6 separate regions of the Mus musculus genome follow, and all the other regions are linked to region 2. The links are chromatin contacts, called in public ChIA-PET, HiChIP or PLAC-seq and promoter capture Hi-C maps. All regions are on one chromosome and are shown on one strand. Each heading gives the region's core, a stretch centred on a gene start, on an enhancer-like site or on the middle of the called end of the contact. The rest is flanking DNA. Distances are from core to core; before and after follow the strand shown.

Evidence for each region. Promoter capture Hi-C pulls out the DNA fragments that hold promoters and counts their contacts. ChIA-PET counts read pairs in DNA pulled down with a chosen protein or histone mark. HiChIP or PLAC-seq counts read pairs in DNA pulled down with a chosen protein or histone mark.
Region 1: a contact with region 2 is called in a promoter capture Hi-C map of second pharyngeal arch cranial neural crest. The contact joins the promoter of Jph4 here to the promoter of Khnyn in region 2. A contact is called at or near these places in 11 of 39 promoter capture datasets (3T3-L1-derived adipocytes, the C10 cell line, the HPC-7 cell line and 8 more) and 2 of 484 Hi-C or Micro-C datasets (cerebellum and retina).
Region 3: a promoter capture Hi-C map of liver shows a contact between it and region 2, with 3 times the contacts expected there. The contact joins the promoter of Thtpa here to the promoter of Khnyn in region 2. A contact is called at or near these places in 7 of 39 promoter capture datasets (the 3T3-L1 cell line, the C10 cell line, the HPC-7 cell line and 4 more), 3 of 484 Hi-C or Micro-C datasets (B cells, CD4 T cells and retina), 5 of 115 datasets of contacts at active chromatin or transcription factors (bone marrow-derived macrophages, embryonic stem cells, large pre-B cells and 2 more) and 1 of 9 other capture datasets (adipose tissue).
Region 4: a contact with region 2 is called in a promoter capture Hi-C map of frontonasal cranial neural crest. The contact joins the promoter of Slc22a17 here to the promoter of Khnyn in region 2. A contact is called at or near these places in 5 of 39 promoter capture datasets (cranial neural crest, frontonasal cranial neural crest, liver and 2 more).
Region 5: a contact with region 2 is called in an H3K4me3 HiChIP or PLAC-seq map of bone marrow-derived macrophages, with 4 times the contacts expected there. The contact joins the promoter of Cenpj here to the promoter of Khnyn in region 2. A contact is called at or near these places in 1 of 39 promoter capture datasets (neural stem cells), 1 of 484 Hi-C or Micro-C datasets (neutrophils), 3 of 115 datasets of contacts at active chromatin or transcription factors (bone marrow-derived macrophages, memory CD8 T cells and pancreatic cancer cells) and 1 of 9 other capture datasets (liver).
Region 6: an RNA polymerase II ChIA-PET map of memory CD8 T cells shows a contact between it and region 2, with 11 read pairs. The contact joins the promoter of Ngdn here to the promoter of Khnyn in region 2. A contact is called at or near these places in 3 of 39 promoter capture datasets (liver, maxillary cranial neural crest and pre-B cells), 2 of 115 datasets of contacts at active chromatin or transcription factors (large pre-B cells and memory CD8 T cells) and 1 of 9 other capture datasets (adipose tissue).

What each region holds. Positions count from the first base shown.
Region 1 is chr14:55,114,227-55,118,617 of GRCm38.p6, forward strand. It overlaps Jph4 (junctophilin 4), which reads right to left and starts at 2,709. Exons shown (of 6, transcript NM_177049.5): 1 at 1,765-2,709; 2 at 670-1,219. The coding sequence starts at 1,048.
Region 2 is chr14:55,882,244-55,886,697 of GRCm38.p6, forward strand. Khnyn (KH and NYN domain containing) reads left to right here and starts at 2,699. Exons shown (of 8, transcript NM_027143.3): 1 at 2,699-2,899; 2 at 3,531-3,748; 3 at 4,249-4,454. The coding sequence starts at 3,548. It overlaps Cbln3 (cerebellin 3 precursor protein), which reads right to left and starts at 2,013. Exons shown (of 3, transcript NM_019820.3): 1 at 1,669-2,013; 2 at 1,224-1,343; 3 at 1-934. The coding sequence starts at 1,944. The coding sequence ends at 737.
Region 3 is chr14:55,091,082-55,096,114 of GRCm38.p6, forward strand. Thtpa (thiamine triphosphatase) reads left to right here and starts at 3,703. Exons shown (of 2, transcript NM_153083.5): 1 at 3,703-4,925. The coding sequence starts at 4,379. Zfhx2 (zinc finger homeobox 2) reads right to left here and starts at 967. Exons shown (of 10, transcript NM_001039198.1): 1 at 927-967.
Region 4 is chr14:54,911,626-54,915,970 of GRCm38.p6, forward strand. It overlaps Slc22a17 (solute carrier family 22 (organic cation transporter), member 17), which reads right to left and starts at 1,507. Exons shown (of 10, transcript NM_001360406.1): 1 at 1,242-1,507; 2 at 617-1,108; 3 at 424-527. The coding sequence starts at 883.
Region 5 is chr14:56,568,824-56,573,627 of GRCm38.p6, forward strand. It overlaps Cenpj (centromere protein J), which reads right to left and starts at 3,023. Exons shown (of 17, transcript NM_001014996.2): 1 at 2,915-3,023.
Region 6 is chr14:55,012,849-55,017,253 of GRCm38.p6, forward strand. Ngdn (neuroguidin, EIF4E binding protein) reads left to right here and starts at 2,606. Exons shown (of 11, transcript NM_026890.2): 1 at 2,606-2,740; 2 at 3,321-3,380; 3 at 4,218-4,289. The coding sequence starts at 2,729.

The DNA.
Region 1 (4,391 bases), core at 1,459-3,958, 770 kb before region 2:
AAACCCACTAATTCGTAGCCCCAAAGCCCTTGGAAGCTCAAGTGACAGGTGGAAGCAGGGAGTGCGGAGGTCTGGGAAAGAACAGGCCAGGCTTCGTTGGAAGGTGTGGAAGAGCAGATGAAAACAACTAGAGTAGCATAAACACGTGGATTTTGGCAATGTCAGTGGACTGGGGAAAGGCAGAGAAACGGGCAGGCTGGAGTATATGAAGGACAGGTGGCTCAGAGACCGTGATGCTCAAGCTGACAGGTGGCAGTGTGTAAAAAAGGCACGTGACAGGCAAGCAGGACAGCAGGCTACAAGCTGACTTGAAGATTACAGGTTAAGTGGCGAGGGGTCAGGCAGGTGGAAAGGGCAGGCAGGTTGGAATGAGAGAGAAGCAGGAAGAAAAACTGTCAAATGAGTTTGTTATGAGTATGGTGGTGGTGGTTGTGGTGGTGGGAGAGGCAGGAAGATGGAGGTTGGGGTCCTGAGCTGGGGGATGGTGTGAGGGACGGACGGCAATACTGGAAACAGAAGGCTGGCGCACCGCACGCATATGGCTGGGGAAGGAGGATGGAGGATGGGAATAGCAGGGCGTGGAAGGCGGAAGGCTGGGGAAGCACACGCGCCCCAGGCCGACGGGAGGCGCACGCGGACGGGCAGACAGTAGTGGGCCGGGCCCCGCACCTCCATCCGAGTAGGTCTCGGTGCCGTAGCCGTCCTGGAAGCCGTCCTTCCAGAGCCCGGCGTAGCGCAGGCCGGACACGCTCTCCCATACGCCGCTGCGCCCCTTCAGCCCGCCCAGCCACTCGCCGCGGTAGGTCCAGCGGCTCTTGCGCTCCACGCCCAGCCCTTCGCGCTTGCCCTGCTGCCAGTGGCCCTGGTAACTGTGTCCGCCGGGCCCCGTGAAGACACCCAGCGACTCGAAGCCGTGAGCCCAGCAGCCGCTGTACTCTCCCTGGGCGCCGGGCCCGGTGCACACGCCGTAGCCATGTGCCCGCCCCGCCTCCCAGCCCCCCACGTAGCAGCCCCCGTCGTCAAAGTCGAACTTGCCCCCGGGGGACATGCATGTAGTTGGCGCGGCCTCAGCCCCCCGGCAGCTCAGCGCATCATGGGGCTGGAGAGCCGGCTGGGGGCCTGGGGGCCGGGCGAGGCTTGGGGGCGGGGGCAGTTAGACCGGGGCTGGGCGGAGGGGCCCCAGCGCGGGCAGGCAGGGCCGGACCCTCATCCTGAGTGGCTGCGGAGAAAGAGGGGTGCAAGTGGAGAGCGAGGCAAGTGGAAAGCGAGGTCCCCTTCTTTGCCAGCCGCTCCCCTGCCGGTAGCTTTAGGGCATCAGCACCGCCCTCCAGCCCTCCTCCCATCCCCCCTAGGCAGCATCTTTTAGCAGCTCCCAAGCGGTGAGGGCAAGGGGGCTTTCCCATCCCTCCCAACTTGTAGAGGGCGCCTCCCGGGACTTGGGGTCCCAGCGCTGATCCCGAGTCCTACTTTTCCAACCCAGAACCCCAGAGTGTGGAGCGTGGATGGCAGTTGGAGGTGGGGGACCTGGGAGGGGCCAGGGCAGGGTCTTCCGACACCTGCTTTCCTGGCGATTTGGACCCCTCTGCCTGGATTCTTTGGCTCCGCTAGCAAACCCGGGTGCGGGGGAGGCAAGGGGGTAAAAATGTAGCTAGCTAGAAAGCCGGCCCCAGGTGGGCCGATGGTAGAATGGGGATGTTGGGGGTGGGGTGGGGGATGAGGGTAGGGATGGGCAGACTGGCGAAAGGGAGGGGACAGGTTACTCACCATGTGTGCTGGGGCTCAGGCTGCCTCCCAGGCGCAGTTTCCATGGCAGGGTCCCTCCACTCACACCTCACCAGGACAAGCCAAGCCCCCTTCCCTTCCGGAGAGACTGCTACAACCCAGAGAAGGAAGGTGGGGGAGCTATGGGAGAGTCCCTTTTCCTCGGCTGAAGGTGCAGGCTAGTGTGGGGGGTGAGGTAGTGGCAGGGTGGAGGGGATGAGAATAAGTGTAGGGGGAAAAAAATCTGTCTTGAACGGAGACAGCGAAGAGGAGCTGGGGGCTGGATGGGAAAGGGGAGGGGGCTATCAAGAAGGGGTGTTTTTATTTTTTTCTTCTTATGGTTGGGAGAGGAAAAAAAAAATCAAAATTCCAATTCCATCCCAGCACAAATCAATGTTTGCTCCAAACCCAGCATCAAGGGGGAGGCTGGGCCAGGCAGATTTAAAGGGGCAGAGAGAAGCGGAGAGGAGAGGGTGGGGAGAGAGTCAGTGGCAGTGGGGGTGGTGCGAGGATGCTCAGGCAGAAAAAAAGGGGGTTCGCTACCCCTGAGGTGAGGGAGAAGGCAGGCGGAGAGGAGAATGGAAGGCTCAGAGACCCCCACGGTGGAAAGAAACCGTGGCATGCAGGCAGGGAGTGGAGTGAGGTGGAGGGAGGGGAGGGGAGAGGAGCTAGGGGGAGGAGTCTTAAGATGGGGAGGCAGGGGGAGGCCAGAGCCAGGCGGGGGAGGAGAGATGCTGGGGAGACCGGGAGTGCGAGAGGAATACAAAGAATGAGGTGCAGGGGTGAGAGCTATGGCAGGGGGAGATATAGCCGGCATGGGAGATGGCGAGGGAGACCCATTCCAGGACTCTTGAGAGATAGCTAGGGAGAGAAGTCAAGGGTGGAGGGAAGGAGGGGAGCAGAATCACATAGGGAGAAGAAGAGAGCGAAATAAGGCTCGCGACGAGCGGGAGAAAGCTCTGCAGAGAAAGGGCAGGCATGAGAATAGAAATCCCGGCAGGAAGAGCCCACATGGAGACAGGAGGTCCGGAAGTGGTGTTTATGAGGACCCTGGGGAGAGGGATGAACCTGCCAGCTGCTTGGCCGGAAGCCAGGAGGCATTTGAACGTGGATACCTCTGCCCATTCAGCTCAAACTCCTCCACCAGACAGCGCCCACCCTGTCACAGTTTTAGAGGTAGCTTGAGATGGGGCCCTGTCTGGAGGCCCCACTAAGCTAATGCACACAATATTCCGCGGACACCAACAGTTTGTCTAGGATGGGCCCTCTGAAGGGAGTGTTGGTATGTTCATTAAGGGGGCTCAAATTTGAGGAGGCCACCAAGATCTTAGGGCTCTGGAGTCTTCTCTTTCACAACACAGCAAATTACACAAGTTTGCTTGAGCAGGCTTTTGCTGTGGCCCCTTAAGCCCATCATCGACCTCTTCGAGTCCACTCTCCAGATTGACAGCACAAGTAGACCACACAGGTATTCACGTACTGCATTCCCTCCCTTCTCAGCTTCCTCTGGCCTGCCCCTGCGTGTTTACAGGGAAGGAGGCACCAGTGTGCTCAATTGCCTTTCTTTCCCCATAGGACCTAGTCCCCGCTGCCCACCCCTCATCCCCACACCTGATTTAAAGAGATCCAGAGCCCCGAGGGGGAAGTCATTCACCAAGGGGCACACTGGCAAAGTTGGCAAAGCTAGAAGTAGAACACTAAACGCAGACTTTTATTTTTGTTGGTGTTGGGAACGGAATTCTGGTTCTTGGGATAAAGCGCGTGCTCTATCACTGGGCTCTAGCTGGCAGCTTGGTGTCTTTCGAGCCCTTCAGTTCTTCCAGATGTCTGTGCTTGGGAGCATCCCCTAAAGTCAGGGTTACATTGGGTACTTTGGTAAAATAAAGAGTATGAAGATCGAAATAAACAGGGATTTCTCTTGTACACACACACACAGGCACATGTGTGTGCATACTACACACTATGTATATATTAGTGGGGTGGTGGTGTGTGCATGTGTCAGAGAGAGAGAGAGAGAGAGAGAGAGAGAGAGAGAGAGAGAGAGATATCAGAGGAAGTCCTTGTCTTCTGTCTTGTTGAGATAGCTCTTGTCTCCTCTGTGTAATGTACTCCAGGCTAGTTGGCCTGATCCTCTTGTGGACTCCCATCTTTCCTTAGGAGTGCTAGGCTTAGATGTGGGCCACTGCATCTGGCTTCTCACCTAGGATCCATGGATTGAGCTCAGGCTGTAGGCTTGTGTGTCTGCTGAGCTATATCCCTAAATCACATTGTGTTTTTCTAGAAGTTTCTCCAGGGCAGAGACTACTCTTTTTTTTTTTTTTTTTTTTAAAACAGGGTCTCATTATGTTCCCCAGGCTCCTCCTTCATCCTCCCCGAGTGCTGGGATTACAGGCACAGCCACCTTAACATCATACTCAGCAGGGAACCACATATTTAAAGCACTTTTGAGAACAAAGCAGGGTAGCCATCAGGTACTGGGGATGTGTAGCTTAGTAGGAGAGCATGTGCCTAGGATGTGCAAGGCCCCCAGTTCAATCTCCAGTACCAAAACCAACCATCACCAACAAAAATCCCAGAGTCCATTTGGGGTCCACTTAATACAGGATAGTTGGTTCATATATTCATTCATT
Region 2 (4,454 bases), core at 1,449-3,948:
CAGGTCTGTATACCTGCTCTAGTTTCCCCTATTAGCCAGAGCAAACACACACACACACACACCCAAGCCTCTGGTCAGGCAATGAGGGCCAGAGTCCATTGGGACCTGGCACAGATGGACGGCAGGATTCCTGCCTTCTGACTGTCCCAGTTTACCTGCAGAATGTTTACATGTTCAGGGTAGGCACATGGCCCCATCCTGTCTCTCCAGCTACGGATGCTCTGTGGCCTTCCCCACACTGCTTTTTTGTGGTTGAGCTGTCAGCCCTGTTCACAGGGTGCTGGCCGAGAGCTCTCATTGCTGGCATTCCTCACAGGATGGAGCCCGCAGGTACTATGAGGCTGGTCCATCTGGGCCCCTGTGGGAGCCTGTCAAGCTTACCTGCGCCACCTGTCACCAAATAGCGCTGAGCAGGAAGCTGGGGTGGAGAACAGGAGGAGTGGAGTCTGTGAAGAAGTGCAAGCTTCCCTCTTAGCAAACCCTGCCTTAAACTGGAGCTGCGGAGGGGCAGGAGGGGCAGCAGGAGACTGGGAGGGCGACCTGAGTGAGGCGTTTTGTCTAGAGGTTCCGTAGCTCTGCTCTGCTCCTAGCCTTGGGTGTTTAACTATGATCTCATGCAAGGAGGTGGGCCGTAGGCAGCCTGGAGGGGGCCTTTCTCTTGCTCCAAAGATACTTTGTTTCTGGGGCAGGGAAGGGCAGAAAGATGCTAGACATCTCCGTTTAAAGGCTTGGGTCCTCAGAGTGGGAAGATGAGGAAGCCTGAGAAGCTCGAATACTTCCAGCCACCCAGAAGATTCCCCCGACGCAGGCGCAGGGACACACGGTCCCCCGGGTCCAGGGGAAGCAGCACAGAGCTTGTGGCTGCCTCTCGGGTCACATCAGGGTCATTTGCAAAGGCTGAGATGACCGGCCATGTGTTCAGCATCAGACTCACCTGGGGAGGGGAGCCCAGTTAGCATCTATGTCCTAGTCCTTAGCTCAGGACACCCCGCCCCCCATCCTCCCAAGAGTTTTCTTTTGGGAACTTGAGGGTCAGTGGGCTCTCCAGTGAGCACTGAGGGGTGGCCAGTGTTGGGTTCTGTACATCTGCCATACCCTGCTAGCCTTTCCTCCCTTGCTCCTGGTCCCTGGGATACAGGTCCAACAGAAGGGCTATCCAGGGATGTGCTGCGGTCCACTATGACCCTCCCTTCCCCCCGGAGGTGGACTGGCACTTAGGTCACCTGGACAGTTTGGCGGTTGTACACCTTGACCACGTGGAATCGGAAGCTGTAGACTCCACGGACAGGGGCCACGAAGCAGCCCGAGGTCCGATCAAAGCCCTCGCCCTCATTGACCAGTACCTGTGGGGAAGCAGATTGTGTTGAGAGGGATTCTGGGTGCCGGGAGCTCAGGAGCATCACTGGGTTGGCATTTGTGCAGTGGGTGAGGAGAGAAGGGGTGGCAAACGGGTGTGACAGGAATGTGTAGAGTCAAAAACTATGAGGAAGGGCTACGGTGCTGTGTGTATGAATGAAAGAAGGCCAACCAACGGTCAGTGGCCATCTTAGAGGAAGGTGGTGCAAGAGATGCAGGTAATGGTTTCCTTGGAGTCCGAGGGATGCAAAGGGGCTTGGACAGTAGAGTCCAGGTCCTTGCATGTCTTCCGGACAGAGGCAGAGGGATTACCTGGTCGAAGTAGATGGCACCACTGGTACCGTTGCCGGTTTCTCCTGCTGGTTCATGGTGATGGCTTCGGACTGCAGCAAACGCCACTCGTCCTGGGGGTGCCTCTCCCAGGGCTGCACCCCCAGGTCCTCCTGCAGTAGGTCGGCCTGGCTCACAGACCACCAGGCACTCCCCCTCCAGTAGGACAGGCTCTGACCCTTCTTGAGCCCACCCAGCCTCCAGGGTCAGAAGCACCAGGGCCAAGGACAGCTTGGGTTTGTGCCATTCCGTCCCCATCCTTGCTAGGTGCCTCTGTAACTCACAGATTTTCCTGTCTTCTGTCCCCTTGGCTCTCCCCCCTCTGCTTCAAGGCTTCAGTACTCCTGCCCTGCTCTGCTGTCCTCTGTGAGTCTGGCACCTAGCCCGGGCACTCCCCTCCCTGTATCTTTTTGTGTCCCACAGCTCTGCCTGGCCTTACTACTGCTGTCTCTGCGGATCCCTCCTCCTTGGCAGAGCATGGAGTGACAGCAGTTGGGCCCTGGGAGGGAGAAGAGGAATGGAGAGAGGATATGAGGGCTCTAGCCACACAAGGGTGTGTACACACACACACACACACACACACACACACACGAAACAAAATTTCTTCAATTCCTTTCTCATCTTCTCCTTTTCAGTCTTTCTCCATGGGGTTTTCCTTATTGTGGCAAGGTGTGTGTCCTCATCTCCCCCCCCTTCCCCCCCTACTCCCCCAACTCTATCTACTTGGTGAAAGTGCTTGTGTCAAGGGCAGGATTCTCTTGTGACTCTGGACCAGTCACTTCTCTTGGAACCATCAACTGCAGAACTCCCAAGGACCCCAGGAACTGGAGGCGAACGTGAGAGTTGGCAGGAGGCGTTGGGGGTGGGGTGAGTGTCTGTGACCCGGTAGGCCCCGCAGGGGATGTGGAGGGCGGGTCGCTCGGCAGCAGGACAGCAGGCCGAGCCGGGGAGGAGGAGCGCAGCCCTGCCCCGAGCCCTGGCCAGTGCGGCCCTAGCGGGGGAGGAGCCGAGCTGGCTCCGCCCCGGGCCGGAAAGTGACTCCAAAGCCACAACGCGTTGTTGACGAGAGAAGTCTAGGTTGGGTGAAGGATCCGAGAAGGCCCTCCCAGATTCGGGCTCCCAGCCCCAGGCCCCTGGGGCGCGGGAGAAACGCGGGCCCCTCCTCCCCCGCCGCGGGCACCTAGAGGAGCGGGCGGAACTCGCGGCTTTGGCGGTAGGCGTCCCCCTTCCGGGCGATCGGGAGCTGAAGGCCGTGGCGGGAGGGTGGTCGGGCTGGGGGCGGCCGCCGCAGGCTGTGGGAGGGCGGGCTATGCCCCTGGGCCCCGGGTGGGATGCTTGACAGTGGACAAACGAGGAGGGGGGGCGGGGGCGGGGAGGTGGGAGTGGTTAGTGAAGGAATAAGGCGGATAGGGGAAACCCCCACCCCAGGACTACACTGTTAGAGCCTCTGGCGCGTATTCATTTCCCAAGAGGCCCTCCTCTACTCAAAAAATCCGAGACCTCTCAGCTCTGGGACTCTTTCCTCAAACCACCCACTTCTTGTGACCCTCAAAATGAGCTGGAGGCCCTCTCAACTCGTCCCTTCTCAGGGCGGTGGTCATCAGTTTTCTCTGGCCAGTCGCCCACCCCAGCTAGCCCTGTTTAAGAAGGGCTTACTCTCAGGGAGAGGCCTGTGTATAGATGATTTTCTATATTCTCCACCCGCGAGGTGGACTTGCTATCTCCTGGGGTTGTTTACCAGTTCTGTCACTAGGTGCGACCTGTTGATTGTTGGATGTATGCCATGTGATTAGGATTTGGGTTGAAGGGAGACAGAGACTTTGAGATTGCCTCTGCCCTTCCAGGACTCCAGGTAGAAGCCATGTCTACTTGGGGGTTTGCCTCCCCGACTCCCGACCGCTTTGCGGTGTCTGCGGAGGCCGAGGACAAGGTTCGGGAGCAGCAGACTCGCTTGGAGCGTATCTTCAACGTGGGAATGAGCGTCCTCTCCAAAGACTGCCCAGAGAATCCTCATATCTGGTTGCAGCTTGAGGGCCCCAAGGAGAACGTCTGCAGAGCCAAGGTGAAGTCCTCTTCCTTTTAGGGCTGCTACAAAGCCTTTTAGGACGCTGCCCCTCCCGAGGCCGAGTCGGAGGAGGGACTGGGAAATGCCTCTTGGCAATCTTATTGGCTGCCTCTCTCTTGAGCTTTGAGGAACTCAGCAAACCTTTTTATTTAGAATTTTGGTTTCACTTCTGCTGTGCTGCCTAGGTTCTTCAGGCTTTAGAACCAAATCACTTCATGCTCTTGGAGATAGTAAGGTAATCCCCTCTGTACAGGTGGGCCTTGCCAGGGAATTCCCTGGGGTTGAGAGGGGGCCGGCCACTTTTTCCCCCCTTTGCACCCAAGGCCAATAGGCTCCATCACTTGACAGCCCTCTGGTCTGTTCTTACATTTCCATAGGTCTACAGTGTGAATAGAAACAGTATCTACTTAGATGATGTAATAGCTTGAAGCTCAGGGAGAGCAGTGAATCTGAAAGGGATGGCTTCTAGAAGTTTCCTCTCTGACCTCCCTATCTAGGAATACCTGAAGGGGCTCTGCAGCCCAGAACTACAGAGTGAGATCCACTACCCACCCAGACTGCACTGCATCTTTCTGGGAGCCCACGGTTTCTTCCTTGACTGCCTGGCCTGGAGCACATCTGCCCACCTGGTGCCTCTGCTTCCTGGCTCTCTGATGATCAGTGGCCTAACCGAGGCGTTTGTGATGGCCCAGAGCCGGGTGGA
Region 3 (5,033 bases), core at 2,453-4,952, 790 kb before region 2:
ACAATCATGGCTGATAAGCAAACTCCAAAGTAGCTGAAAAGGCCACAGTTGTACAGACAGACCCTGAGGGAGAGCAGTGGATGGCCAGTCAGGCAGTCTAGGCGTGACACACAGGGACAGGGGTACTCGGAAAGGATCACTCGGATGAGAGGTGTCACTGTCACAGAACTGGATATAGATGGGGTGGGGAGCCAAGTGAAAAATGGCACAACCACAGATCAGTGGGGGCGCAGGCACAGTGAGAAGCGTGGTCCAGAGCTCAAAAAATGAGAGCGGATGGAGAGTCCGGGTGGCAGGAGAAGCAGGGCAGGCATGCTTCGCCGCCAATGGGGCTCCCCTCACCTACTTCAGGCAAAAATGAACATTAAAGATATACACTCCCCCTCCCACACGGCACCCCGGCGCGCTAGCCCATCCATCAGCCCTTCCGCCCGGGTTTCTCCCCCATCTCTCAGCCAGCTGAGATCCTATGCGCTGCAGGCCCCTCCAGGCTGATAGCTCAGAGCCCTCGCACTCACCCGGCCTCCCTTTCCCTCCAGGAACCCCGCTCCCGGTAGAGCTCGGCGCGGTACGTCTAGGCTCTCGCTGCCCTCTGTCCGGCTGGCCCTATCTTTCCCTTCTCCGTTTCTTCCACCTCTGCCTCTTCCCCATCCCCACTCGCGCGCCCTTTCTCCCCAGTACTCCTGTCCCCTTCTCCCCGGCTGTCTGTCCGTCTGAGTCCCCTCCCCCAGCCTCTTCCCGTCCCTCTCCGTCCCCATCCAGTAGCAATCTCCCAGCGCCTCCTCTCTTCTCGATCTCGAGATTCGGAAGAGCATGGAAGGGAAGGAGAGTGAGAGGCAGAGAAGAGGGGGGAAAAAAGAAAAAAGAAAAAAAAAGAAAAAAAAAAAACACACCAACCCAGCAGCATCGGAAATCGATGCACTTACACCTCAGCTGGAAGCAGGGACGGGAGTCGAACCGCGGCCGCCAAGCAGCGCGAGGCGGGGAGGGGAGGGGGCGGCTCTTGGAAGGGACTTCTCCGATGTGTTGATTCCTTTTTTGCCCCTCCTCCTCCCTCCCTTCAGCGCTCGCTCCGGGGCGTCAGGGACGGAGATGGAAAAATAAATAAATTCACGGCGGTGAGGGAAGTGAAAGAAAATAATCAATGCTATTTGGCTGCGGCTGAAGTGTTTTCCCGGCTTCGTGAGTGGGTTTCCATTGATTCACCCTGGGCACTGGCTTGCTCCCTGTCTCCTCCTCCTCCTCCTCGCCCTCCTCCTTCAAGCCCTCACTCCTCCGCCTCATTCACTGGCTGGAGCCAAGGCGTCCCACACAATGGAATAATCAATACCCAGGCGCCCGGGGCAGCCCCACTGAGCAGGTGCAGCGACCCGCCCGCCGCAATGCATACTGGGAATTGTAGTCTATAGGTGTCCGCCCTCTATAGACAGCTAGCGGAGTCAACCGGTGTCCCAGGACGCAGGGACCTGGGTGGGGGCCAAGATCTCAGGGCGGGGCAGACCGTCCATATCCACAGGCTTCTTCCTTGACTCAGGCAGTAGGTCTACCCTATGCCTGCAAAAAGGGCAGGTCCCTTAAAACTCTTGTTCCCTCCTCTTTATCCTGCTTACAGAAGTGTGTTTTATTTTTATTTAAAAAATTTTTTTTCGAGACAGGGCTTCTATGGGTAGCTTTGGCTGTCTAGAACTCGTTTTATAGACTAGATTTCTGCCTCTACCTCCCAAGTGCTGGGTGTTGTTTTATTTTAAAGCACTATTGCTTCGCAGAGCCTTCAGGAGGTTCATCCCTATTTCACTCCCTTCTTCTAGTCTTATCGTCCCCCCCCCCCCCGTTTGATTACTAGAACATTCTGTTTCATAGCAGTTTCATAGTGTTTCTCTCAGTGTTGTTGTGTTCTTAACTCAGTGTTGGGAAGGGAGATGGGAGGCTTTGGTTCCTTCTCCTTAACAGCTCATCAGTGTTTTATATTCTAAATTTTAAGATTCTGAAGCGAAGCTGCGCGTGGTGGCACACGCCTTTGATCTAGCACTTGGGAGGCAGAGGCAGGTGGGTCTCTGAGTTTGAGGCCAACCTGGTCTACAGAATGAGTTCTAGGACAACCAGAGCTACACAGAGAAACCCTGTCTTAGAAAAAAAAAAAAGATTGTAAAGCAGAGTATACAGGACTTTATTTTATATTTTATATTAGAGGAAAATAAGGTTTCCCAGCTCAAGATTGCATGGCCGATAAGTAATAGTCCCATGATGTAAACCCTCAGTGGTCTCCAGAGCCCAAGCTTGCTGCGTGGCATATTTTCTTATGAAACCAATATTTTGAGTTTCTACCATGTAACAGTAAATAAAGTTTGTAACTGGTTCTTCAATCCTCATATAACTGAAGCGGGAGAGGGTGGTTGTACCATGGCCAGGAGCAAGTGGGTCTACAAAAGAGGACGGACGGGTGAGGTTTGGGCTAATGAGAAGAGATGGGGTCTCGGACTTGTTCCCTCCCCACTCAGATCCTTGGCTTTACTTTTCAGTCTTGTTGAAGCACTGGTATTTTCTGTGTTCTATAAGATCCAACCCATAGACCAGAAGCAGGAGTTTGTTTAATGCCTTCCTAAGCTCAAAATGCCATGTCTGTAAGTGCCAAGTTCCCATGATGCTCCCTGCCTGTCTCACTCTTGGCCCAGGAGGGGCTGTAAGTCAGTCTGTAGCTCAGGCTCTCCGCAAGCTGTCACCTCTTGCCTCAGCTTCCCCGATGGTGGGAAACCAGCAGCAGCACAGCACTCTGCCTGTCTACTGCTCGTACTCCCAACAATGCCACCTCCGCGACTGTTGAACTGAGTCTGCCACTCACTCATGGCTTTTCAACCCGCCACTCAATTGCACTTCAAGCCATCGTCAGCTTAGATACTGGCTAGGTGCTGTAGCTAGTTTCTGGGCTTTTACCCAGGCGGTTATTCCCACCTAGGTCTCCAGAAATCCCACCATATTCATTCATTCATTCATTCATTCATTCATTCATTCTCTCTCATACACTCTCATGTACCAGTATTTTGTCTGTAGTACAGTACAGGAGGATGCCAGAAGAGGGCGTAAGAACCCCGCTGTAACTGGAGTTAAAGAGGTTGCCACCTGCGCTTTAAGTGCTGGGAAGGTAATCCCAGCTCTGTAAGCACAGCAAGTGTACTTAAGTGCTGAGCATCCATCACTCCAGCTGTCCCATTACATCTCTAATTCACATTCAAAACATCACTTCCTCCATTGACAGAAAGTTTCCCATTTATCCTCTCGAAAATCCCAGGATAGAGGTAAGGGCATGGCAGCTCACACAGGTAACCCAGCACTCACTCGAAGAGGAATGAGGAGTTCCAGGTCAAATTGGGTTACATGAGATCCTTGTGTCAAAACAACAAGAAGCAACAAAAGACAAAACAACTATAAAAAATATTCCAAGTGACCACTGAATTACTCCACTAACCATTACAACTCCCCACTTAGTGGGGAGCCATAGCTTGTGTTTTATCAGTCGCATTCACTGTCTACACTGGGAGGGGTTGGGAACTACTCTTCCCGTTCGCCACCCCCAAAAGCCTTCCTGTAGAGCTTGAGGTAGAGTCCCGCTTGCTGAAACTAATTCTGATTTCCTTAGTGATCGGTGGGCAGGAAAGGTGAGGTGGTCCTTTGGAAACTACATCTCCCATCATGCACCAGGCCCAGGATGCCAGGCTCACGCTAAGGCTCGAGATCTTGGCCGATTCCTGGGCTCCAGGAAAAATGCAGGATGAACAGCGGGCAAGAGGAAGCTCTCTCTTCTCTTGCCCACCGGGTTGGGTCGCACGTAACCTAACAGACCTCTCAGGCCTAGCTTGTCATCGGCACCGCCACACCGGTCTAATATGGCCGCTAGTGCTGGGACCGGTCTCGCGCGTAAAGAGCCTGGACTAAGGTCCGGAGCCGGAGACCGCTCCCGGCATTCCTCGCGGGTGTAGCGTGGGCACCCTTCCCCCACTTCCGGGTCCCGGGAGAAGGAGACCCTGGGGTCTTGAAGAGTGTCCCGAGGTACCGCTGTTTGGTGCTAGGCGAAGAATGGCAGATCATCCTGGGCAGTGAATCACTGGCCTTGGGTAGCAAGGTGTAGCGAGAAGATAGGTCATCAGCATTACGGCCTGTTTGCTAGGGAGCCTTTTGGGTTATCAGTAGTAGGATTTAACTGGAGACTTGTCACCATTGTTGCAGCCCGCAGAGACCTCCAAGTAGAGCCCTGTGAACCTGGAGCAGAGCTCTGGGACAGTGTATATGCATCTTAAATTGATCCAGGACTAGTCCGTCTTTGCTGACTAGTCCTCACCTTGAGCACTCAGTGAATACCTGGCAAACAGGGTTGCAGGTTAATATGGCCCAGGGCTTGATTGAAGTGGAGCGAAAGTTCGCTCCAGGGCCTGACACGGAGGAAAGGCTGCAGGAGTTGGGGGCCACCCTGGAGCACCGGGTCACCTTCCGAGACACATACTATGATACCTCTGAGTTAAGCCTTATGCTGTCTGACCACTGGCTGCGACAACGAGAAGGTAGTGGATGGGAGCTCAAATGTCCTGGAGTAACAGGTGTCTCAGGACCTCACAATGAGTATGTGGAAGTCACATCGGAAGCTGCGATTGTGGCCCAGCTCTTTGAACTGCTCGGGTCTGGGGAGCAGAAGCCTGCAGGTGTGGCTGCTGTCCTGGGCTCGCTGAAGCTGCAGGAGGTGGCTAGTTTTATTACTACGCGAAGCTCCTGGAAGCTGGCCTTATCTGGAGCCCATGGACAGGAGCCTCAGCTCACAATAGACTTGGATTCAGCGGACTTCGGCTATGCTGTGGGTGAGGTAGAGGCCATGGTGCACGAGAAGGCTGAAGTCCCGGCTGCCCTAGAGAAGATCATCACCGTCAGTAGCATGCTTGGTGAGGGAGACAGGTCTTTGTGTGCGCAGCATGGTGGGGGAGGGAGGCAGGCCCTTCTATGCTCAGGAACATGGTGGGTGAGGAAGACAGGCAGGCCCTTTGGGCTGT
Region 4 (4,345 bases), core at 257-2,756, 970 kb before region 2:
AATGTGGCTACTGAGATGAGCTAACAGTCGTTAGTAGGTTATTAGCCAGTGAAGATGAATCTGGGATTGTAAGGGCAACGAGAGGGAGATGGAACATGTAATGTGGAGGCCAGGTTTTTGTTGAAGAATCGATTAACGTTTGAGATGAAGCCTCTCCACTGTCTCATGGATACAGATCTTCTGATAGTGACTGGGTCACGAGTGTGTGGTCATTTCCTTGTGTGGAAGTGGGTATAGAATGTGTATTTCTTGATGGGGCGAGGAAACAGTAGTTACACAGGAGTCCAGAGGAGGCTGCCGAGGATAGACAACGGGACCATCCGCGTCCTCTTGCAAACCCAGCAGCTCAGGGTTTGTTCAAACCCTAGCTCTGTCTGCAACCCTTCTTTTTTCTATCTGCCCTACCCCCCACAACATCCTCACCTGTCCGCGGGGTAACCGAGGAACAGGTAGCCGGAGGCAAAGCCCAAGATGAAGAGGATCTGCTCCAGGATCACCTGCCAGCCCAGGTCACACACCAGATCCCACTGGGGACGTGAGAGTGGTGCAGTCGCATGAGGCAGGGTCCTCGATGCCCTGGCCCGCTCCCACTCCAGGTCCCGCCCGGCCGCCTCACCTGGCCGATGGCATTGGTGGTGAGCACGGGCAGTCCGTTATAGTCCCAGTCCTTCAGGCAGTGGTTGAAGTCTGGTGGGGCGAAGCCACTGCACGAGGGGTCCGTACTGGTGACGACTCCGCTGGCGGCGCTGGCTGCTAGGGCCGCGCCGGCGACACTGACGCCGCTGGAGTTGGGGGGCTGCTCCCAGCCCGAAGCGTTGGGGGGCAAGGCGCCGTAGTGGCAGTGCAGCGGGGGCGCCAGCGTGAAGATGGGGTCTGAGGCCATGCCCAGCGCCACGAAAAGCACGGGCAGGCAGCACAGGCCGAGCTGCAGCTGCTGGCCGCCACCCAGGGCCCCCACCTGGGCGAGCAGAGCCTCGAAGCTGAGGGGTCCCGGGGGCGCGGCCAGCGACAGGCTGCTGCCCAGCGCGTCGCCCTCCCCCTCCCGCCGGCGCTCCCGCTCACCCTGCAGCTGCTCGGGGGGGACCGCATCTCCGAGGCTCCCGACCTGCTGCGGCGAGGGGTGGGGGAGAGAAGGTGAGGCGGGGGAGGCCGCGGGCACGCGGGGACCGCGGGTGGGAGGCCGGGCGCGCAGCACGGGCGGGGAAAGGTCGCCCGAGGCCCCCCGGGGCGCAGACACTTACTCCATTGGAGCCGGGGGCGATCTCCACGGCGCTGTCGATTTTGTTGCCGCCCCCGCCATTGGGCTCGGGGGTCCCGGTGGCTACTCGGGGAGCCAGCTTGCCGACCGCTGGGGCCCTATGGGCCGCGCCGAGAGAATGAGCTGCTGTCTGGCTGGGCTAGGTGCGGAGAGCTAGGACGCAGAGGGCCGGGAGACCCCGCTCTGCAGCTCTGCAGCCGCGGGCGCCTCCTCCGTCTCTACGGTCTCTGCGCTGCTTTCCCCTCCCCTTCCTCCAGACTCTCCTCCCCTTCCCACGTCAGCAGAACCTGGGTCCAGACTGTTCGTCAGAGATAAAGGGGGGCCAAGGCCCCCCGTTGAAGGATGGGCTGGGGTCTCCATCGTTTGTTTCTTGGGAGCTGCAGGCCATTGCGGTTTAAAAAAAAAAAGTGAAGGATATAGCGGGGACAAGCGCCTGAGATGCCTCCTTATTCCAGTTCTTCCCTGTCACTCGTTCATCCTTCCATTCTCCACCCTTTCACATTAATTTTATCGATACAATTTAGTAAGTGCCTACTGTATCCCAGGCAGTGTGCGAAGGATTAAAGGATGGACAAAATGCCCTTAGAGGTGGTTTCTAGGGGAGTGTGGTTTATGCAGATGGACGAATCCGTTGGCACCCTGCTTCTGCTCTTTAGCTTCCATTCTCTTCAGGGGAACAAGTCTCTGCGTTTCCCCACACCGAACTCGGTTGGATCACCATTTTCCAGCAACGTTTGGCACTGCTGACCACCTTCTAACCTTCCTCCCTTGACTGCCAAGTCTCACCTTGTGGCTTTTTTCTCCTGTCCATTTTCTCCATGGCAGTCACATGTTCCTTCTCCTGTTCAGCGTTATGTGTACCTTACCATCTCATGCCTTTACCTCCGCACTATTTGTATTAGACACCGTCGACCCAGACAAGACACAACTGCTTCCTGTTCCCACCTCTTCTTAGAGTCCCAAGTCGGTGAAGCAACCTCTTGGGAGCCCACATAAGCGTGAATGTCTCATAGAGGCCTCAAGAGAACAATCATGCAACACCCTCTCCATTAATCTGGGTATCTTCGAATGCTTCCCTCTTTGAAACAACGGTGCCTTCACCATCCACCGATGGTGAGGTCCGATGTTCGGTGTGTGCCCTTGGAATGCCTTCATCTCATGTCAAGACCCTTATAAAACTCTTCCTACTCTGCTACTCCACAGTCCTCTCACTCAGGGTGGACTGACTGGTGTGCAGAGGCCACTCTGCTTCTCTCCATGTTACTTGTGATGCAGATGGATCCATCTTTTTTTTTTATAATGCAGATGTTTCATTTTTTTAAAAATGTATTACTGTGCAAGTACATGATGCGTGTGTGTAGGTATGCAGGCCATGCTGTGTTTGTTGGAGGTCAGAGGCTAACTTGACAGTTCCTGTCTTCCATCTTTTCAAGGGTTCTGGAGAAAAGAGTGATTTCCAGGCCTGTATGGTGAACCACCTTGTCAGAACTCCAAATGAAGGTCTGATTTGGTCTCTTTCTTGCTCAACTGCCTTCAATAACTTCTCTTTCCAAGAAAAATACTCTAGACAATGCCACACCTGGGCCGACATGCCAGGTCACATGATCTCTACATGCCTGGTCACATGCTCTCTGTAGCCACATTCCACCCTCCCCACACTCTTCACTCCGACCACCTGGCTGGCCCTCTTTATTTTCCCAGCATCCGAGGGCCTTTGCAGGAGCTGGTTCCTAGGCCAAAGGCTTCTCCTGTAAGGTTCTTTCAACCTTTGGCTGTCAGTTCAAGCATCTTTGCCTCAGAGAAATCTTTCCTGAGCCCAACTTGCTATTCAAAGTGTGACTGATGGCCCCACCGCATCCGTACCACTTGAGAGGTTGCTAAAAAATGCACGAATCTTGGCCTCATCCAGACCCTTGAACCATAATTTTCAACTAGATACCCAGACATATATAGGTATTAGAACTAGGTACTTTCATGGGTATTCCTCTTAGGAATGTAGTACTTGGTAGGTATTTCACCCTCAACCCCAGGTAAACCGAGGAAGGAGTACCAAGCCTCAGGAATCTTTCATTTCTCCTATGAATGCCATGGAAGTCCGAGCCAGACTCACTGCTCCGTTACTTCCTCTGTTCAGAAAATTTCCAAATACAGTTCTTCTCTAATGCAAGTGCCCTCAGAACCCCCGACCCCACCCCACCCTACCCCCGTGTCTCTTTGTCTCTTTCAGAATTACTGTCTCTTATAGCCTGAACTCCCTGGAACTAGTTGGTCTCCATCCTTCTCTTTATCCTGGAATATTTCCGTAACTTTTTTGCTTCATGAGACATGGTCTCACTATGTTGACCAGGCACAAAAATCCACCTGTCTCTGCTTCCAAGGGCTGGGATTGAAGATGTGTGGTAGCCCAGCTTACGAATTCTTTAGTTTAAGCATTTTCTTGCTTTCAAAAGCCCTGTAAGACCATTCTGATCACTCTCATGCTAAAGCTAAAGACAAGAGTGACTGGAGTGTCTTACATGCAGAGAAGAACTGACACATCTACTATCTGAACTGAAGACTCCAAGTTAAGGGTTCATTCTGGAAAGCTTATCCAGAAGACAGGAATGCCCTTCAATGTCTAGGGGTGAATTTGTTGGCCCCCGAATCTGAAAATGTTTTCCTTCAGGTACGATTAGAAAGGTGCTCAATCTTATTTTTTTTTCCAAGACAGGATTTCTCTGTGTAGCCCTGGCTGTCCTGAAACTCACCCTGTAGACCAGGCTGGCCTCGAACTTAGAAATCCGCCTGCCTCTACCTCCCGAGTGCTGGGATTAAAGGCGTGCGCCACCAGCACCCAGCTAGGTGCTCAATCTTGAAGAGGCAAAAAGCATAGGGGTGCCAAGATCCAAAGTTTACGACTGAAACTTGACGTTCCCTGGTGCTATTAAGCCAGGGTCTTGGGGAAACAAAACCAAAGTGGTGGTTACCTTCTTGCCGTTAATGGCTAGACTGAACATCATTTAAGCCACGGGCTGTCATCTCAGCAATGTCCCGAGGACTTCTAACCTGTTGCATTCATCTGCACTCTCAGCTTCTAAAAGTGACAGG
Region 5 (4,804 bases), core at 1,773-4,272, 690 kb after region 2:
TGATGTTTACCATATGTGAGGCCCTGGATTCAGTACCTAAATTAAAATAAATAAGCAAGCCAAGTACAGTAGCCCACACCTATAGCTCCAGCACTTCAGAAACTGAGACAAGCAGACTACCATGAGGTCCAGACCAACCTGGATTACACTGCTAATTCCAGGCTAGCTGCACTACAGAGTGAGACCATCTCAAAAAAGAAACCCATAAGGAGCTGGAAAGATGGCTCAGTGCTTAAGAGTTCTACCTACTCTTCCATAAAACCCAAGTTGTGTTCTTGGCACCCACGTGAAACAGTTCACAACCACCTGTAACTCCAGGGAACATGATGCCCACCTCTGACCTCTGCCAGCACCTGCACCCGTGTGGCATACATTCATTACATTTACACAATTAAAACCTTAAGGAAGTGATGCAAGACATACCATGAACCACAAAGTACAGAGCAAGAGCAAATGTAGTATAGGAAATGTAGACGGGCTGGAGAGATGGCTCAGTGGTTAAGAGCATTTACTGCTCTTACAGAGGATCTGAGTTAAGTCTCAGAACCAACACAGTGCCTCAAAGCCATCCAGAACTCCAGCTGCTGGGGATTCAACACCTTCCCCTGCTCACGGAGGGCACTGGGCACACAAATGGTGCACAAGCATAAAGTAAACTAGCGAAGCGGAGAAAAATGGAATTATAAAGTTGAGAATGGCAGATACCCAGTGTGGGGGTTAGTTCTTGTCACTGAAGATAATGGGACCTCACCTGAGGAATTGCCTCCATCAGACTGGCCATCAAGTTGCTTTCCTTAGGCATGCTGTTGGGGGCATTTTTTTTGATTAATGACTAGTGTGGGAGGGCCCAGCCACTGTGGGCGATGCCTCTCATAAGCAGGTGGGTTGGGTCATATAAGAAAGCAAACCATGAAGCAAGCTAGCAAGCATTACTCTGCCATGGTTTCTGCATCAGTTCCTGCCTCAAGCTCCTGCCCTGGCTTCTCTGGATGATAGGCCACAACATGTAAGCTGAAATAAACTCCAAGTTGTTTTCAGTTAGTTGTTTTCTACCATAACAAGGAGAGCCAAACTAGAGCACCTAGAAAGATAGGGGCTGGTTCTTACTGAGAAAGGGCTCCAGCCTGCAGGGAGTATATACACTGCATCATACACTTAAGAGTAGCACGCGCAGGGCGTGGTGGCACACATCTTTAATCCCAGGACTTGGGAGGCAGAGGCAGGTGGATTTCTGAGTTCGAAGCCAGCCTGGTCTACAAAGTGAGTTCTAGGACAGCCAGGGCTACACAGAGAAACCCTGTCTCGAAAAACAAAAACAAAAAAACAAAAAAGAGTAGCACGCATTAACTAGCTATCCAGTAACTGTTAATTCCTGAATAGTAATTTCCTTGTAATCTGTTGTAAGAAAGATAATCCTAATTGTTTTTACATTAGGAACCTACCTGTAAAGGCAAGGAAGGGAGTTTTCAGTTAACCTTGGTTAAATTTCAACATCCTTAGTAAAAAAAAAAAAAAAAATGTTTAAATCAAACATGGGGTCTCACAAGCATAATGCCAGCACTGAGGAAGGAAGCTGGTCATCACAGGGGTGAGGCCGGTCTGGATACATAGCAAGTCCCAAAGACAGTGTGAGTGTAAAGTGAGAGACTGTCTTTAAAACAAAACAAAAGCAAGAAAACCCAGAGCTGGAGAGATGGCTCACAGTGGGTAAAGTGCAAACTGTACACGCCTGGCGATCAGAGCTGGTCCCGGAACCCACATAAAGGTGAAAGGAGACACTGACTCTACAAAGTTGTCCCCTGCCCTCCACACATGCAGAACATGCATGAAATCCAACACATATCATGTACACAACAATATTTGTAAAAGGTAATCTTAAAACTAAATAAATCTTAATTTAGACAGTAAACAAGCTGCAAAGAAAGTCACTCTGTAATGTGAAAATCGTCAACAATTCCCTGTTAGACTGAGCAAAGTGTAATAATGGTTTAGGGCAGCATCTTAACATCGTCTTCACACACACACACACACACACACACACACACACACACACACACCTTTTTTTAAAAAGCACTAAAACTTCCATACCTTTGCTACAAGTCCATTACTGTGGTCCTAAAACTATACGTACTGCCAGTTTTAAGTATTGAAATACTGATTCACAGTTGGGTATTGATGATACACACCTATAATACAGTGTTTGAGGTGGAAGGCTAGCTTGGGCTACATAACAAGCCCTTGTCTAAAGAACGCCAAAAATTTTCCCCTAAATTTGTTTTTTATTACTTATACGAAGGCCTAGGTAAACTACAAATAATAGACTGTCTAGGACAGTATGTTATGTAAACTCAGATATTAAAATCTGAGGTACAACACCACCTGCTTATGAAGTTGTAGTCATTACCGTAAGTTAATTGTACGTAAAGCTGCCTTTAAAAAAAAATCGACTAATTGAAAGCTTTGACATCTTTCTGTTCAAAACATAAATTATCTGCACTGGAGAAGGAGGAAGTTACGAGGAGACAATTCAGACCTTGATTGAGGAAGATACGAGGAGACAATTCAGACCCTGAAAACTTTCAGCTGACAGGTCCGCCTCCCCTGAAACACAACTCTTCTTGAAAGCAACAAAGCTTTTGGAGAAGCCGAGATAAGGCCTCCTGAAAGACTGCAAGCGGCGCCACTGCACCCGGCCCGGCGAGCGTGTCGCCCGGAACAGAAACACGCACCCCGGCCGACCCCCTTGAGGACCGATCCCCCGGGTGCTCGGAAGAACAAAGCGGGCTTAAGCCCCGGAACCACCGCCGCCCGCGGGCGCCAAGCCCTCCGCGCCATGCCAGCCCCAAAGCCCAAGCTGGCCTCTCAGGAACCGGGCGGCGGACGGGCTTCTCCGCTCCTTCCGCCCATCAGTTACCGTTCTTCGAAGAAACAGCTGTTCAGACCGCTCCGACCAGCGATAGTCACCACTTAGCTGGCCCGGCATTTACGAATGAGCCGCCACAACCATCGCTGCAGCCAGAGCCCCGCCTCCTGGACCGGCCCCGCCCAACTCTGGTCCAGTGACTCCTGGGAAATGTAGTTCCTACAGTCCGTGTGAGCTTGCGCGCAGGCGCCTCGGACACATGCAAACTACAACTCCCAGCAACACCGCCATAAACGTTGCTAGGGGATGCTCTATGCGCGCTCTTTTGCGGCGGGCACTGGTCAACAGCTGTTGTTCTGAAGTCAACCGATTGAGATCTGACCCCTGCGGTAACAGAGAGCGTACTCCATTGTGCCAGGAACACAGAGATTCAAACCGAATCTAAAAGACGACAGGTTTGGGAGAGTTTCGTCGTCTTCGCTTTTCTCTTTGAATGGGTTTGATTTAATAAAGACCTGTTTAAAACAAAAAAGTGACATTGGTAGGACGAATAAGTGAAGATAACCGTGGAAAAATTTACTCCGGAAATAATCATCTATTATGTGGCTAGTCGATGGCTGCACAAAGTGTGTGCATTCAGTGTTTAAATTATATGGAATATTGAAAGTGCAGATATTAAAATTATATATGGAATGTTGAGCGCAGATTTCACTGTTTATTTGTTTTGCCACCAGAGGGGTTCCAAAATACAGACATGACCCTTTAATCTAGGATGCTACAACACTTCAAGCTACCACAGTTTTTAGACTAGGTTTGAACAATATTGTAAACTAACATCTGTTTTTTAAATATATAATTTTACTATTTTATTTTTACTTTATGTGCAAGCATATTTTGCCTTCATGTTAGTATGTGCCCTGACGTGTGTCTGGTGCCTGTAGAGGTCATAGGGGCCATCTGATCCCATGATCCCATGGAACTAGAGCTACAGATGTTTGTGAGCTACCATGTAGGAGCTGGAAACTGAACCCAATCTTGGGAGAGAGAACAGCAAATGCCCATAACCACTAGGCCATCCCATTTTCTCTTCTCCGGTTGATCAAATGCTTGCCTAGTATGTTCTATCCTCAGCACTGTATAATCCAAAATTGGTGACCAGTCTCTCAGGTGGGGAAGGTGAATCAGAAATTCAAGGTCACCCTCCAATATAGAGTAAGTTAGAGGCCAGTATGTTAACATGAGATTCTATATAAAAAGGTCATCAAGAAGAATTGCCCTTTATACTAATTAGTTCAAATAAATCAATATTATTAAAGATAATTAAAATTTTGTACAGACACCTCAAACATGGAGACGGGAAAAGTTTTTGTTTTGCTTTGTTTTGTTAGGTTACATCATAGATGAAAAAGCCAAAGTTCAAAACTACCAAGATCACACACCTAAAATGTTGACAAGAGAATGGAGCTCAGTGGGTAGCAAAGACCTTGCCTGCTGTACCAGAGGCTGAGTTCCATCCACTGCCCTAAGCTGATTAGTCAGTAAATTAATAACTTAAGATGCTGAATGAGGGTTCAAATGGTCTTCTTTTGGCCTGAAACCATGCCCAAAAATCATTTTCTTAAAATGTGTGTCTTTGACAATAATCACAATATTCTCTACTATTTCTGCCTACATTTTATTTGGTATAGTATGTTATGCCACATTGCTTGTTGTCTGAATAAACAAATTTTATCACACTCATCCTTTCTCTCTCTCTCTCTCTCTCTCTCTCTCTCTCTCTCTCCCTTTCTCTCTCTCTCTCTCCTAGTTTTCTTGCCTTCACTTCCCAAAGTATGTGCCACAAAGCATGTCTCCACATTCAAGTTTAAAGTAGCTATTAAGATTTTAATAAAGGGCTGGAGAGATGGCTCAGCGGTTAAGAGCACTGACTGCCCTTCTGAA
Region 6 (4,405 bases), core at 1,356-3,855, 870 kb before region 2:
TTTTCTCAATTGAGGTTCCCTCTTTCCAGGTAACCCTATGTGTCACATCGACAAAAAAACGAACCAGCACAATATATATCCCTAAACACATAAGCAACACTGAATAGACTCAGCACATTGCATTTATTTAGACAAATCTACTTATCTACCTGCCTGCATGTGTGTGTGTGTGTGTGTGTGTGTGTGTGTGTGTGTGTGTGTGTGTGAAACAAGAAGAAATCATGATGTTGAGATAGAGAGAGGCCACAGGAGCAGTTGGAGGAGGGAGAATAGGGGGTGAAATCATGTAAATATGTACTCATGAAACTTTCAAAAATGCTAAATGTTAATAATTAAAACTGCAATTAAATTTGTATTCCTAAAAAAGTTTTATCTTTGCTCAGTGTATACTTGTAAATGTGCTGAGTGCTCAGCAGCATCTGGAGCTGTTGAAAACAACAAAAGACAAAACAGACAAATTTAATGCTCTTGTGTTCTTGATTGCTGGCTGAATCTGAAATAACTTTAGAAAGATTTATTGCATTGTTAGCTCTCATATTTCTTGTAACATACAAGGTGATTGGTATTTTTAATTTTTTCCCCTTCTTCATTTTTTTTTAACTTTATCTACTATGGATTTGTATGAGGGTGTCAGATCCCCTGGAACTGGAGTTACAGACAGTTGTGAGCTGCCATGGGTGCTGGGAACTGAACTGAGGACCTCTGGAAGAGCAACCAGTGCTCTTAACAGCTGAGCCATCTCGCCAAGGTTATTGGTATTTTAATGATAAAAAAAAAATAAGGCAGTACCAGCAGTTAAGAGCACTGACTGCTCTTCCAGATGCCCTGAGTTCAATTCCCAGCAACCACGTGGTGGCTCACAACCATCTGTAATGGGACCTGATGCCCTCTTCTGGTGTGTCTGAAGGCAGTGACAGCGTACTCAATACATAAAATAAATAAATCTTTTCTTTAAAAGGAAGTATTATTTATTTTCTCAGATATTGTAATCGTTTGTCTATAACACATATGACAAACTTCAAGTTCCAAAAAATAGTGTTAAAACAGAAGTTTCACAAGAAAATCCTAATAAATACATGAAAAGTGCTGACAAGATGGCTCCAGGTCAAGGCGCTTGCCCACTAGGCTGACCAACTGAGTTCTATTTCCAGGACTCACATAGTGGAAGGAGATCCAACTCCCATTTGATCTTCACAAGCGTGCCGCACACATATAATAAATAAACTTTTTTTTTTAAAAGACAGAAAAATACCAAAACTCTTGTAGGTTCTTACAGTGCTCTGCGCCTCCCAATGAACCTTAAACAGCAAATAAATATCACAGGCAAACCCTCTGTCCCATTTTATGTAGTTCCCAAATAGGTAGAAACTAGAATGTTTCACCCAGAATTCAAGATAGAAAAAGGATTACTCTTTTTTGCTTAAAAAAAAAAAACAAAAAACAAAAAACAAAAAAACAATCACTTTTATGTATGCCTATGTCTGTATATAGGGAAGTCAGAAGGAACTAAAATTCCCCTGGGGCTGGAGTTAAAGGTAGTTGTGAGCTGTCTTGTCTGGGTGCTGGGAATGGAACGTTGGTCATCTGCAAGAATAATATGTGCTCTTGGCCACTGACTGAGCCATCGCTCCAGCCCCGTTTTCATTTTGTTTATTGAGATGGGATCTCACAATGTAGACCAGACTGGCTTGAAACTCATGGAGCTCTGCTTGTCTCTTGACTAAAGAGATCTGGGATTAAAGGCCAAAGCTACACTTTGGATTTCCCGGCTCAGGTCTGCTCTTCTGTTGCGCGAGGAAACTCCGAGCCAGGAGGACCTTTCTAGCGCTGTATTGTGTAATGCAGACGGAGAGTGGGAGTTATAACTCCCACCTAATCCTCCAGCCCGTGAGAGGCGAGGGAGTGGGCGTGTTGGAAGATACTGAGAAAAGATGACGGGGACAAAGGAAATATGCACAGCCAGGGTTTTAACCACGTTCTGCGGTGGACGAGTGGAGCAGTGAGAAAGGCACGCAGGTTGAGCCGGTTCCTCGCCTGTCGATTTTTCCCTCGAGAGGAATGCAGGGCGCAATGCGGCCTTTGCGCAGAGTCCTAGGCGTGCACGGGGAGGGTTGGCCGGTGATGCGGCCGACGGTTTCTGAACCTTGGGTTCCCGCTCCTCCATCCCAACCATCCAAATTACGGATGAAAAGGGCTCCACTGTTGTTCAAGGACAGTCACAGAACCAGGAAAGGCGCACTTGGAAGTCCTGGGGCCAATGGCGGCCCAGCAACCCTGCCGCATCAGAGAACGGACGGAAGCCGCCACCCTGCGGTCTGTTTTGGCACTACACGGAAAACGCCGTGGAAAGACTGTCTCTGCGGCATCTGGGAGCCAATGAGCTCTCGGGCTGCATAACTAATTTCTTTTTTCTACTGGTTGCACTAGCTGTCAATCAATAATCTGCACAATATTTATTGGAATTAGCATCCATCATTCTCTGTAAATCACGAATCACATGCTTCTGTCCCCGCCCACCTTTACGCCTTAAGAACGCCTCTGCGTTTGACACATTCAGGGAGTTTCTTTATTTCATTGGCTAGGTGAGGTCCCGCCTCTCCGATTAGCGGAAATGAAAGATCTCTTACTTCCATTGGCTGAAATTTGCAAACTGTGATTGTCTATCAAAACTATGAACTCACGCTAGCTCCTAGGAAGTTCGGGCCCGGAAAGGGTGGGCTTTGCGAAGATGGCGGCTCCGGTGAGTTCTGTCTCCTTGCTTCTTCCCGGAAAGGAAGGAATCTGTGAAAGTTTCCTTTCGCCTCCACGGATCGAGGCAAACCGTTGGCACCATGGATGATGAGAGTGATGAGAGTTGTCTCAGGGATGCGCTCACTCTGACACAGCGGTATCGTATGTCAGATGAGAGGGAGGGTCAGACGCTGCAGGTTGGCTGGTTCCGGACAGGAGGCTAACCCCAAATTACTCTTCAGAATGAGCTTTGTAGGGAGAGTCTCGTGACCATGGCGGGCGGTGACCCGGCCTTAAGGTGGGACAATGTTCCGAGCAGAGCTAGCGTCACATGTACAATGTGGCTGGGGCAAAGGCAGCCGTAAAGTTTGGCGATGAAATCTCCGGTCTTTTCCAGTAAATTGGGGGGGGTGTGGTGGGAGGAGACTGGCTGTGTGCCGAGGCTGCCTGCCCCTGTGCGGGGGGAAAACGACCCAAAAGTCGCGACTGTTTTGAAGGAAAGGAGGGAGTTTGATAGGCAGTACGTTCTGCAATCATCATCGCCTAAAGTAAGAAATTGATCACCTTTAACTGTCCCCTCCTATCTGTAGGAGGTGCTGGAGTCAGACGTGTCAAGTTCGATAACACTTTTGAAAAACCTCCAGGAGCAGGTGAGTATGTATGTCTTTTAGAATAAATCAGTCAGGGATTAACTTTGACTTCATAAGTCTCATCCACACACTTTGATGATTCGAATACTACAAAATTATCTTAGGTGTAAAATAAAAGCCTTATATGCGCTTCATGAAAGTTCAAAATAATTCATTCAGCTCCCAAAGAAATACAGAAAGCTGTTTTTCCCCCATTCACTTACTTATTTATTTATTTTATTTAGTCACTTTACATTCCGATTGCAGCCACCCCCCAGAAAACTTTTTTTAAGTTATACCCAAACTCCTTTATTTAAATAATAACTAAGAAAACAGATGTTGACAATCTGTCAAAATAGTGGCTATAAGTGCCACTTAATATGCATTTACATAGTAAGTTCTAGTGGTACAGATAAAATTACACTCCTTGGCCTGTTTATGGTGCACACCTTTAAACCCAGCACTTAGGAGGCAGAGGCAGGTGGATCTCTGTGAGTTCAAGGTCAGCTTGGAGTGTATAGTGAGTTCCAGAACAACCTGGGCTTCATAGACAAACCCTATCTCAAAAAACAAAAACAACCCCACAAACAACAAAAGTCACAGCCCTCATCGCCACTGTCGGGCTCCTCACCCCCTTCACTTGGTTTCTTAATGACCCCCTCCCTCATCTTTAGACAGCACCATGACGATGTTTTCTCTGCCTCTTGGAGAACTGTTGGAAACGCTCAGTTCAGTGGTGTTCAGCAACAGCGTTTCAGATCATTTTTTAGGCGGCATTATCTAGTATTTATCCTTCACTGTTCATAGACATTACTTGTGGTCGGGTGAGCTATTCGGGTTTAACTTGGCTAATTTCAGGTGATGGCTGTCACTGCACAAATCCAAGCACTGACGACAAAAGTTCGAGCTGGAACGTATTCTACAGAGAAGGTAAGGGCTCCTGCACAGGCTGGAGGGCCAGCTCCGTGGTTACGTCACCCGTCCAGGTGACGTAACCACTTGGATCCCAGCACTCGTGTCTACATGACCCACAATTCTAGCTCGGG